Linked DNA regions of Mus musculus: region 1 is linked to region 2. Evidence: chromatin contacts called from public HiChIP or PLAC-seq data. All regions are on one chromosome and are shown on one strand. The core of a region is the stretch at or near the end of the contact, and the rest is flanking DNA. Distances in the headings are between cores, read along the strand shown.

Region 1 (5,885 bases), core at 1,581-4,080, 270 kb after region 2:
CCTTTAACACTCCTATCCAGGCACTACCTCTGTTTTTCCTTAGGAACATGCTAGTTTTAAGCTAAGATAAACATTTTGTCATTTTAAGAGAATATTAATAGATTTGATTCTACTGGAGGATTTATGAATAAATATACGATTCCACTAAAATGACATTTCTGCATCTATAGAGATGCTTAAATAATTCTATTTTTAATGTTGGTTATTAATGCATAAGTTTTTACTAGTAGATTTCTTAGTATTTGATCTTTTTGCATTTCTTGACATAAACCCATCTTGGTGTGATACAATGCTATCAACATGTTGGGTTCTATTTGTTCCTATTTCACTTCAAAATTATTCATTGATATTCATAAGCTAAATGAAGCTTTTCTCTGAAAGATTACAAAGTTTTTCATATCAATTACATTCACTGAAAAAGAATAATCAGAATACATTCTTTAGATATTTATGATTTGAAATGGATATTATTGAATATTGCTAGTCTTTAAGAGTCAATTAAAAATTCCCTGAACCTGCCACTTTCCTACAAAGGAACTCTTGAAATATTTCTCCATTTTCATTCTATAAAACTAGTCCTTTCCATTTACTTTTTCTTGGGGGGGGTGAATTTTGGCAGAGATTATGGAGGGAATTCCTTTCTATGGAAAACTATGCTGGATATGAGTCCCTCATTCAAGTGGGGTTCTTTACAATGGGACCTGCAGGAGTGGGTGAATACCATGATCAGAGGGTGAGTTGCATCCCTCTGGACTCTGGACACTTCTGATTTGTATCTTGTGAGAACAAAGCGGCTGGGGGACTGAGGCAGGAGGATTAACCTGAGCTATATAGCTAGGTCCTATTTTAAACAACCTCAAGGACGTCTCAGCATCCTCCAAACAGGAAGGTGCTGTGGGTTCTTCTCTTTAGATGTCTATGCTTCTTGAGGAGACTGAATCATTGTAGTTTTGGATACATCACAAACAGATGTGGTAAATGTTTAAATTGTTCAGTGAGGACAATTTACAAGTAAAAAGATATATACTTGCTTTACATTTATGTATTACTGAGTATCTGCTATATACCAGGTGAAAGAAATACAGAGTTGGGGCTGTATACAGAGATGGCTCAGCGGGTAAGAGCACCAACCGCTCTTCCGAAGGTCCTGAATTCAAATCCCAGCAACCACATGGTGGCTCACAACCATCTGTAATGAGATCTAATGCCCTCTTCTGGTGTGTCTGAAGACAGATACAGTGTAATTAGATATAATAATAAATCAAAAAAAAAAGAAAAGAAAGAAATACAGAGTTACTTTTTACTCTTTGGCCAATGCTCTTGTCCTTATTGAAAAAAAAAAAAAAGTCCATTCTTCTCACTTAAACCTCCAGTGATTCTTTTGTTAATCTTCAGGCACGGTTTTTGCATATGTTTTTTCATATAGAACATACAGATATACATAATAAAAGACTACAAATCCACTGATTTGAAGGTTGATTCTCAACCTTCCTAATGCTATGACCCTTTAATATGGTTCCTCATATTGTAGTGACCCCTTAACCACAAATTATTTTGTTACTACTTCATAACTGTAATTTTGCTAGTTATGAACTGTAACACAAATACCTGATATGCAAGATATCTTTCAGCCTACAGGTTTAGCATTGCTGCTCTAAATGCTGTCTGAAAAGCAGAACAATGACCATCACTCCATTCTAACGTGATAAAAGAACAACCAATGCGCTGGATCCCTTCCTTTCTGTGACAGTGGGATCCTGTGCTGCTTAACTGCCAAACACTCGTTTCTGTAAAAAGCCACAGCGCTAGGATATAAAACACCACATAGGAAGTCAACCAGGGACCGTCTCAGAAAAACACTTTTCTTTGCTTATGTTACTTGAATGCAAAGTGTCAATCACAAAGGGCTTGTAAGAAATGATGGTAACCTCAAACAAAAGTATAGTCAATGATGCATAAGTCTTCAAAGCTTCCTAGTAAAGTTTGCCATTGTTTTGAAACTAGTTTGGCTGTATTCCAGAGACACTAATGAATGGTGGATAAAGTGCCTTTACTTATGTTGTGTCTTTTCTAAGCTGTTCTTTTTTTTTTTTCTCCATGATTTCAGTGATCATTGATCTTAATTTGCATCTCCTCAAGAAGAAATGCACGTATCTTGCCATCCTGATGTTCTGTCCTGCTTGCTGACAGTAGTCTCTTTCTTCTCCCATGGGAGCCTGAGCATGTTTTGGAGACTATGTTAGGGGCTGGGTTAGAACCAGGAATGCTGGCACCTGCACTACCCTGCACCAGTACCTCATAAGCATCCCTCAGCTCAGACCCAGGTTCTTGCTTAGGTACCACCATCTTGGTGCCTCATGTGACCCTCAATATGGAACTTTATGAGGACACTTTATAGGAGACAAGTGACCATCAAGTGACCTTTCAGATAAAGCAATTTGAGGCACACAGTGGAGGAGGAGGGAGGGGCAGCATAGTTTCCAGCCAAGGAAACTATGAGAGGTCTCATGAGAGAGCTGGCCTCCTCTGTGGGCTTAGCCTCCAGCTATGTGGCAATGTGTTGCACAGTCCTGGGACACTCTAAGATCTCTGAGTTCCCAATCTGCAGGAGATATGGATCTGGCATAGAGGAAAGGTGGAGAGGAAGAGAGGCAACTACACAGGGAGAAGCATGCAGTTCTCTGAGACAGGGAATGCCTTGTTACACATGAGCTGCACTGAAGTGTAACACTTGATGCCATCACCTTGTCGCTCCTACACCACACATTACAGTCGTTCATGGAGCATGTACCCATGTCTGGGATGACTAATACATGGAGAAATGAGTGATACATGTGAGAGTGTATTGTGACTCAGTAAAAATGAGCCGTTCGCAATCACAGCTTACTATTATGGACTTCTAATGCTGGGTAACTGCCTTCAAATACTGTCAGACATGAAACAGATTTTTATCCCAGTACTCAATGGGGCTCAAGGTCTTTTTGATACCACCACCTAGAAACCCTACAGAGCAGGCACACATACATACATGTCTGTCCTCCGCACCACAAGCCATGAGCCTTCCACAAGGACTAAAAGCAACTCCACAAGGGTAAGAGCGGTTTGGATGCCCCTCAAAGCAGCGCACACACCTGCAAGGGGACAGAGAAACAGCTGGGCAGAAAGTGCTTGCTACAGCTTAAGACAAATTAAAAAATACCAACACATCTCCCTTTACAAAATCAACAAGCTACTATCTACAAAACCAAAGCTTTCTTGGATGTCTATGTATGTGCTGAGACTCAAACCCACAACTTTTTCCATCCTAGACACTCTACCACTGAACTACATCCTTGAAAAAAACTTCATATTGAGAATTATTAAATGGTATAGAGTTAAGGGATCTTTAAAATAATTTAAACTCTTTTTTTTTCAAAATTAATAAATTCCTACAGATGACAAAACTAAGGGTGAATTCACCTTTATGTAGGAGAAATGTTAAATAAGCATTTTCTGGATATTATAAATTTTTCAAACCGATTTTATAAAATCCCAAATGATATAGAGAAAGAGCCCACAGCTTTAGGGGAGGTGTAGGACTCTAATAAGAGGACTGAGTACCTCCAACTTAGCAAGTACCACATCCGGGTCTGGCATGGCTGTAGCTATAGTGTAATCGCCACCTCTCACATCTCTGACTCTCAGAAGCTGCATGTGGTGGCCCTCAGAGAACAGACTAGCACCCATGCTCCACCATCCCAAAGTGACTGCGTCAAATCTGTATAGGAGGCAGTCTTCTCCAGAGCTTAGAGACTAGTCACAGCCTTGTGTTCTCTGTAACAAGGGTCAGGTTGCATCCCCAGCTCAGCTCCAATTTCCCTCAGGGCAGTGCCGTGATGCAGGCTGGCCTTACCTCAAGTTCCTCAAGTCCCACAGTCGAATCCCATCACCAACAGCTGCCGTCAGGAAAAGATTATATGCCAGGGAATGCTGGGCTACAAAGGATGATCCCTGTAATCAGATAGGGAAAATCAAAAGGTAAGAGCTTTCTGAACATCTTACTTAATTTGGGAGGGGACGCACGCCACAGTGCATGTATAGTCATCCCTCTGATACCTGGCAGGAGTTGGTTCTCTTTCTCCACCATGCAGGGCCTTGGGATCAGACTCACATCTTCCTCAGGCTTAACCTCAAGCACCTTTACCTGGTAAGCCATCTCCCAGACCCTAAGATAAACTTGTAAAGACTACTGACACCTAACAATACTGGAATCTAAACCCAGAAGTCAACATAACCTTTCTTAAATTGATAGCTTTAGAGTAGGACTTAAACCTTCCATGTAGCCATGAATAGCACAACCACCTATGTAGATAACAGAGTGCACGTGCAACAAGGTTGATGTCAAGTATCTCAGCCTACGTAACTGTGCTCTGTGACTAATGATGTGATTCTCAGAATACAACCCCAGGCTGAACAACGCCAGCTAGCAGGGTAACTAAGCAAGAACACTCTAACCTTAATATCGACTGCGTGCTTACCACACTCAATGCCACTGAGAACCACAGAACTAGAAAACAGCAACAGATAAAAGACTAAGATATTTGCACACCATCATATTTACACACCAGTAAATTTGCACACCAGCATGTTTACACACCAGCATGTCTGTACACCAGCATGTTTTCTCACCAACATGTTTGCAAAACAGCACATATTGATCATAATCTTTATTCAATAAATTATCTGGATGCCACCCATGGCACGAAGAGCACTGAGCCACTTGCAGTTGTCATATGTCAAGAACACCGAGCTGCACCTTGGCAATCAAACACATGACTATGTACCACAGGACTCGGCAAGTCACTAGGAGTAAAGACTCAGCAAGTCTGGGCGTTGATATTTGATGACTCTGGTGGTCTCCCAGAAGAAAGATGGCTGTGTAAAACAACTGAGCACCACCAGAGAAGCCATTTAGCTCAAAACATTCTTCAAACACACTGTAATTCATAAGACTACTTGAAATACTATAACAAACTAAATATAAGATGGACCTAGAAGTCATTCTTCATTTACAAACAGGAAATTAAAGCTTACAGTAGGTTCAGTGGTAACAAGCCACACTCTAAGGATTAACTGTGCCAGACAGCATTCGTACACTTCTTTAGCCCTTCATCCTTTTAGCAAACAAACCACTCAGTCTCCATTTATAGTCAAGAAATCAGATCCATGGTGGTATCATAGCTGTGAAGCTCACTTTAGTTAAACCTAGAGCTATCTCGAAGCAAAGCCTAACTGAAGGACTGCCCAGAACAGATTGTCCTGTGACGTGTCTTGATTGATAATTGGTAGAGGAGAGCCCAGCTTGCTGTAGACAGTACCATTCACAGGGCATGTAGTCCTGGGCTATGTAAGAAAACTGGCTAAGCATGAGAGTGCCTATACTCCATTAAGAAATACTCCACCAAGAAATACTCCACCATGGTTTCTACTGACTTTCTTGGCTGATTTAATGAGTTTCCTGGTCAAGAGTAAGGCTGTGTGGAATAAGCAGGCCTGCCTCAGGTTCACCCATGAGTTCCTGCCTTCTCTCAATGATGGACAGTGTCTGGAAGTATAACCCAAATAAATCTTTTCTTCCCCTAAGTTGTAATTATCAGTATTTTATCCATAGCAACATTAAGGAAACTAAAATACTTGTTAAGTGTTCTTAGAACACTTTTTAAATAAAGAAGAAATATCTGATATAATTCTAAGATACCAACATACATTAAGACAATATTTTCAATCTAAAAATAAATAATTTTATGATATAATACACAGCAATAGAAAAGTCTGGCCATCAACCTAGATCAGGGGAGTTCTTATAAATATAGAAGAACAGTGAATTAAAGCCTACTTGCCCAGCT
Region 2 (6,535 bases), core at 3,808-6,307:
TTCTCCAGGACTTTTTTATCCTAAAGGGATGTTCTATTACATTAAAGGTCATTTTTACATCCAGTGAAATGGGGATTTTGTTGTGGTGGTGGTGGTGGTTTGTTTGTTTGTTTGTTTTTGTCTTGCAGCATATCTATATGGTGGGTGTGGTTTGTGGATTTATGTTTGTGGAACCATTCCTGCATCTCTGGGTTAAAGCCAATTTGATCCTGGTAGATGATCTTTTCTATGTGGTTTTGAATTAGGTTTGCAAGCATTTTATTGAGAAACTTTACATCTCTGTGTGTATTCTTTCTTTATCACTGTGGCGCCCCACCCGATAGCTATGGCTCCTCCTTCTCCTTCATCTCTGTCCCCAGCCATATCAGGTCACCTCAGCTCTGCAGATTTCATAGTGTCTGGGTGGTAGACTTACTTCTTCAGCAGTGCCTTTGGAGCTGATTTGCCCCTGGCTCCCTCTTCCCCAAAAGCCTCCTCAGTTTTAGCAGTCTTCTACAATTCTTTGAGTCAGTTCTACTTCTATGATGGAAAAAAGTCTTAGTACTTGTGCTTTCTAAGTGATACCCTCCCGGGGCTGTTTCTGTGAGAAACTGAAAGCTGAGAGGCTCAGGATACATCGTATCCATCTCAATGTTGCCTCTTAGCAGCCATACTTTGCTTACTTGGCAAATTTCCAATAAAAAGATGGTGGGAAAATAAAAGTTTATGGAAAAACTGAATTGAATTCTTAACTAGATGCTTTGTCTGTGAATTTTTTTTTAATGTGGAAATGTGGGGAAGGTTTTAAAAATGTTGTATTTTCCCCTAGCCTACCACTAAGTATTTCAGCTATTTCCCGTTGAAGCACGTGCAGTACTTTCAAGCTATTAGCATAGCTGCATTGAACAAAGATTGAGAGTCGGTTTCTGAAAGAGATGCCTGAAAAACTGGGGGGAAGTTTCCAGATAATTGTTTTTCCCTAAATGTAGAGGAGCCAGAAGGATCTGGTGAGGCTAAGAGCCACAGAGCTTGTCAAGCATATGCAAGACCTCCCAAGCACACACATGCATGTGAGTGTACAAACACCTCACTTACACAAACACACACACACATACACACACATACACACAACTGCATGTACTTACATACTCACCACACTTACAGACATCACATACTACAAACACATCACATATGCATACTATATACACATACTACAAAATACATCACATATGCATACTACACACACACTAATACTCCATACTTAACACACCATACTCATATACTACACACACCACATATGCATTCTGCACATGTGCACACACACACACCCCAATACATATATTTACGCATTCACCACACGTACACACACACCACACCACTTAGAAAGACCAGGCTAAGGAACAGCTTCCAGACTGATTTTCTTTCTGGGAGTTGGAAGAACTGTGTGTCTTGTTAGGGATGAGAGGATGAGAGGATCCTGGCTCAGCCAGGATATTATTTATCAGGATTAAGACACTCCATATGGACTAGATTAGGGCTCAGTAGGTGGTGCCTGGATGTAAATTTCAGATGCCTGAGGAAGAGCATAATCAGGACCCTCATTTTTCTTAGATTTTATATTCCTTTAATGTATTGAAGAGCTAATGCTAAAGCAATTCTCTCTTCACTGGAACTCAAATTCTGGGACAGGAAATGAACAAAACAGCAACCCTGGAGTTGGTAAACTTGTGTACAGTGAGCAGGAAAAGTTTCCACGCTGACACAGATGCTAGAGATCTCTCAGGCCCTGGGTTGGCAGTCACCTCTGCAGCACTTGGCCTTTCCTGGTCTGTCATGTCTGTGAGATGTCTGGGAGCTGTAGCCACCATTTGCAAGTGTGTTGGGTCTTCTGGAAAGGAGTGAGTCAATATGACTTGGAAATTGAGCATGGGGTACTCATTGGGGTTGTTTTAGAGGCAGATGCGAAATGCAACCTGGAGGAGAATAGCAGCCTGCCTTGCAGCTCCCTTTCATGTCACACAGACTGCACATGTGCCAGCCCCACCCCTCCACACAGGTCACATAAAGAAGGTACACACACACACACACACACACACACCATATATAAATGTACATTTTTCTAAAATAAATCCCATTATTTTACCAATTATTTTTTATTTTAAGCTCTTTTACATGATATTAATATAACCCTTAGGTCACCTTAATTAACTGACTAAACCCTATTAAATAACCAAGGGTTATCACTTAATTGTTAGAAGTACGCCTACATGGTTTATAGTATGCACACATAGTACAGTGGGAAGCCAAGACATAGACATCTTAGGGTCTTCCCGATGAAAACAGTTACAGGAAAAGAAAAAAATACCAAAGAAAGAGCAGGTCTCATTTTATTATGGGTTGAACTTGATTTACACTGTTCAGATACTCGTAGAAAAGTCTCTGTAATGCCCTCTCTCATCTCCTTTGTTGTGATGGCTGCAATTTGATCTTATGAGCATGGTTTCTATAGCAATGTCTTGATTCCTCATTTTAACACTTCAGCCGTAAGAATTTCCCCATTGTTTAAGATGAATACTATGAGGTGACTCACATTGTTTAAGGCTGTTTCTGAGTTTTTAATGTCGACTTCAAAGAATATTTGATCATGGTTTTGGGAGAGAAAACTTGTATCTATCGGGACTGAGTTTTATTTCATTTATAGGCGTCTTTATTCTTGGCTGGACACACAGTCTTAAGAAGTCATACTTTTACGTCCATACTTCCCAAACTTTAGCCCCCTTACCACACTCTTTCAAAATAGGATTCTACTTGACTTTTCCAAACCTTCTTGTCAAGCTTGTCCACTCCTCACCTCACAGCTTTCTACATTTGCGGCTCTGTTGTTTAAGTTAGGCGATGCTCATCTACGGAGAGACTTACTTGTATAAAACACACTGGCCATGAGGCCTGGAGAAGCAGAGAAGCTCAGCCTCGCTCCTCCTGAGCTACCTCTATCCTTCCAGGCTCTGTCAGCTCTGTAGCTCGGTATCCCACTGCAGTCTCTCCCGGATATGTCCTCATCGGATTTCTATTCCCCTAGGGAAATCTAGTTTCCAACTTCACACAAAGGTCATAGTTGTCTCTTCTGCCTCCTGAGTTTCCATTGTGGTTTTCACTTTCTGAGTCAGTAACATGATTTTTGTGCTAACAGTGTATATGAGTGTGCCATTCAGTTGGGTATCCCTGTGCACTGGTGCTGGTATGTGAAGGGATGGTTTAGGACTGGTTTAGGGCTGTGATATCTGAGTCTGGAATGCATAAGGGAAGGAGCAGGTGATATTTGTAACAGGGTTTGTTTAATTCCCATGCCTGCTTTTTCAATAACTTCATTCAATTGTAGGCACCTATGAAATGAATTAGTATCGTTTCTTGTGTATTTTTAACTGACCCAATTATATGCCACTGAAGAGAATATAAAGCTCAGGGCTCCTAGGGTTTAGGCTCATCTAAACAAGGGAGCTAGTTCACATTATTCAATTATACTCAATATATGTTTCTTCTATATTCATATCTCCCAATGATCAGTTTAACTGAGTATGTATGTGTTATAATATGTGTATACCATGAAACCTGACCAGTTAATTTCATTAAATATCCATACAAGAGTGTTGGAATGGAGTATCTCACTTCAGTGAGAGCCAGGTTGAAGTGACACCAAATGCCTTGCCTTTTTATCTCTCTTTCTTTCTTCTCTTTTGAGTCATGAGGTATACCTGTGGGATTTCTCCCCAGCAGAGCTCATGTAACTCTACAAGTCCATTAAAACAGTCTGATTCACAACAAATCCTTAGAAAGACCAATGCTTTCTATAGTTATTATTAATATCACTATAATTATTTTACTATTATTTTTAAAATAATGTGTATTTTGCCTTATTCAGTAGATTGAAGCCTTCTCATTAAAGGCTGTTTCTGTCCTGACTAGCCAAAATACAGAGCCAGGCCTGTCTATCCATGTCTTGGCTTCACTGAAGCTTAAGACAGGGACATTGCTACAGGGACAAGGCCACTGTCATCCTTCCAGAGTTTTCTGAGTAGTTGCTACTGTCTCAGTAAGTCACATAACGATCATGGTGGCCCTATTTTGTGCACTGGGTCCCTGGACTATGAGTAACTGGGGCTCAAGATCCTTTAACTTAGCTCCCACACCTGCCAGTCTTTAGCACTGCACTGGGAACTTGTATAAAAGAAACTTTAAGGTATATATACACACAGATGCGCACACATACACACACACACACACACAAACCCTACATTATACACACATTACAGATACTGTCCATGCACACATACCCCATAAATATCATATGCACACACCCCCTATGTTCAATACACAAGCACCACATATATCACACACTACACACATGTACCACACAAACTACACAACAGATATACACACTACATATACACCACATATATTCTACCCAATCCACAAACATGACACAGTATAGCATACACAATACAATACATACACTCTCTTCACTTACAGGCCTCACACAATACACATAAATGACACACAAAATCAATGCCCATACTCCATATATAACACACACACAAACATATACATACAAACACACACACACACACAGAGATCACAATACACTCATAGACCACACATAAAACAGACACCACAGATATATCACGTACACTCAAACACATTTATTCCCACTTCATGCACAGCATTCCACAAGTTTAGCAACATTGACTGCAGTGTGGGCATCTCAGGATATATACATCCAATCATGTCATGTGCCTTGAATAAAACTCCGATGCTCCTTGTACTCTCAGCATAATAAAAACCAAATGTCAGATGCACACGTGTTTTCTGGGAGAAAGAAGTGGAGAGCTCGGGTCATGTTCTGAGCAATTTCTCTGAGGGTTAGCATGTGCCAAACTGGAGTACCTTAAAAGAAACAAGTCCTGGGCGCTTGCCTCTGCTGGTGGAGAAGGGCCTGCTAGCAAGGTTCAAATGCATAGGGCCCTGGACAGCCCTGGAGGAATTTGGAGAGCATTTGGGCCTGCTGTGAGTCAGGCTGAGGTCACTGTGTGGTGAGATGTGAATGGTGAGTCAACCTGGCTACCATCTGAGTCCAAACCCATCTTACCATCATGTTTTACAGCCTCATGTGGCTAGGATGTGGTGGCTGGGGCAGCCATTAGTTTTTTGACTTGGTGTAGCCACGCAGACTTCATTACATTCCATGATACACAGATAAGGTCTGTCAGGAACAATCTAGGCAACACATCCTGAGGAAAGGAATTTGATCTGAGGAGACCACAAATCCACTCAGACACCACTCTGCAAAACATGGTGTCAACACGCACTTCCACCATTCTCAAATGAGATATTGCACAGTGGTTCATGACATCTTTAGCAATATGGTAGAAATAAAGATGAGCTTACCAACCCAAGTCAATGTGACCTCAGAGTATCTGCCCTCTAAGAGCACAGGCTCTTAATCACTTCTGAGACTTACAACACACTGTATCACCAGCCAGGATGGAAAGTTAAGGGCCCCATTTTTTGTGAGCTCCAAATATTGATTAATAGATTTTAATATATAAAAACTGTGTGCTAGAAAGATGGCTCAGCAGTTAAGAGCACTGACTGCTCTTCCAAAGGTCTTGAGTTCAATTTTCAGCAACTATATGGTGGCTCACAACCATCTGGGATCCAGTGCCCTCTTCCGGTGTGTCTGACAGCTACTGTGTACTCACATAAATAAAATAAATAAATCCTTAAAAAAATAAAAATAAAAACTGTGTGCCTACTTGGGTCTCTGATCCTTTAACCTACACTAAGAGACAACAGTATCAAATGTTGTAAAACTGAACTACACGTGAAGCGTCTGTCAGCATTTCATGAGTAGCTCACCCTTGGAAGATATGTAGGTGGTAATCAGAAACAGAGCTATCCACACCCCAGTGTTATCCATTACCCTTTTAATCACAGGCCCTCCCCCTTATCTAGAAAGGATGTCTCCCATCTGAGTGCCTTAAACTATAGACACAGGTGTCACATGGCATCTGTCCCATTCTACAGAGTCCTACACTCAGCTTGATGCTAATGGCATGCATCCAAGCTTCACATGGCTTTCCTGTAAGTCAATATAATTTTAAAAAGACACCCTAGCTTACTGACCCATACAAAAGTTGATTGAAATACGATGTTTTCCCAGTCTAGAGCTATAACAAATAAAACCACCATCACCAAGCTTACATGTCTAGCAGGAATGGAGATGTTTTGATTTTAAGGTAGCAAAGAGCAGTGTATGCAGAATTGAATTATGCTTCTCCAAACTCCATCTGCACTACCAGAGTTGACCGACCACAAGTCCCATGAGAAGAACTTCTGTGCGTTCTTGTTCCTACCAGAACGGATGACATTCTAAAGGCACCCCCAAAACACTACAGCCTGGGACACCTGGTCTCTTATCTCTGTTCTCCATTAGAATAGAATTTAATCAGACTTGAACTCTCTCTGCCTTTATTTCCTTTGTGGGAGCATCCTGCCAGAC

What was found. HiChIP or PLAC-seq counts read pairs in DNA pulled down with a chosen protein or histone mark.
Region 1: a CTCF HiChIP or PLAC-seq map of the NIH/3T3 cell line shows a contact between it and region 2, with 11 read pairs. The contact joins two enhancer-like sites. A contact is called at or near these places in 1 of 15 datasets of contacts at CTCF or cohesin (the NIH/3T3 cell line) and 1 of 484 Hi-C or Micro-C datasets (cranial neural crest).

Annotation. Positions count from the first base shown.
Region 1 is chr17:14,879,726-14,885,610 of GRCm38.p6, forward strand. Wdr27 (WD repeat domain 27) reads right to left here. Exons shown (of 25, transcript NM_175173.3): 22 at 3,893-3,990. Among named protein-coding and RNA genes, the nearest start is that of Wdr27, 60 kb to the right of the region's middle. Within about 2 kb of position 2,831, at least 7 of the 459 cell types and tissues checked have an H3K27ac peak or open chromatin away from gene starts, as enhancers often do. A contact at or near this core is called in the NIH/3T3 cell line, where this site is marked.
Region 2 is chr17:14,605,949-14,612,483 of GRCm38.p6, forward strand. No RefSeq gene overlaps it. Among named protein-coding and RNA genes, the nearest start is that of Thbs2, 85 kb to the right of the region's middle. Within about 2 kb of position 5,058, at least 34 of the 459 cell types and tissues checked have an H3K27ac peak or open chromatin away from gene starts, as enhancers often do. A contact at or near this core is called in the NIH/3T3 cell line, where this site is marked.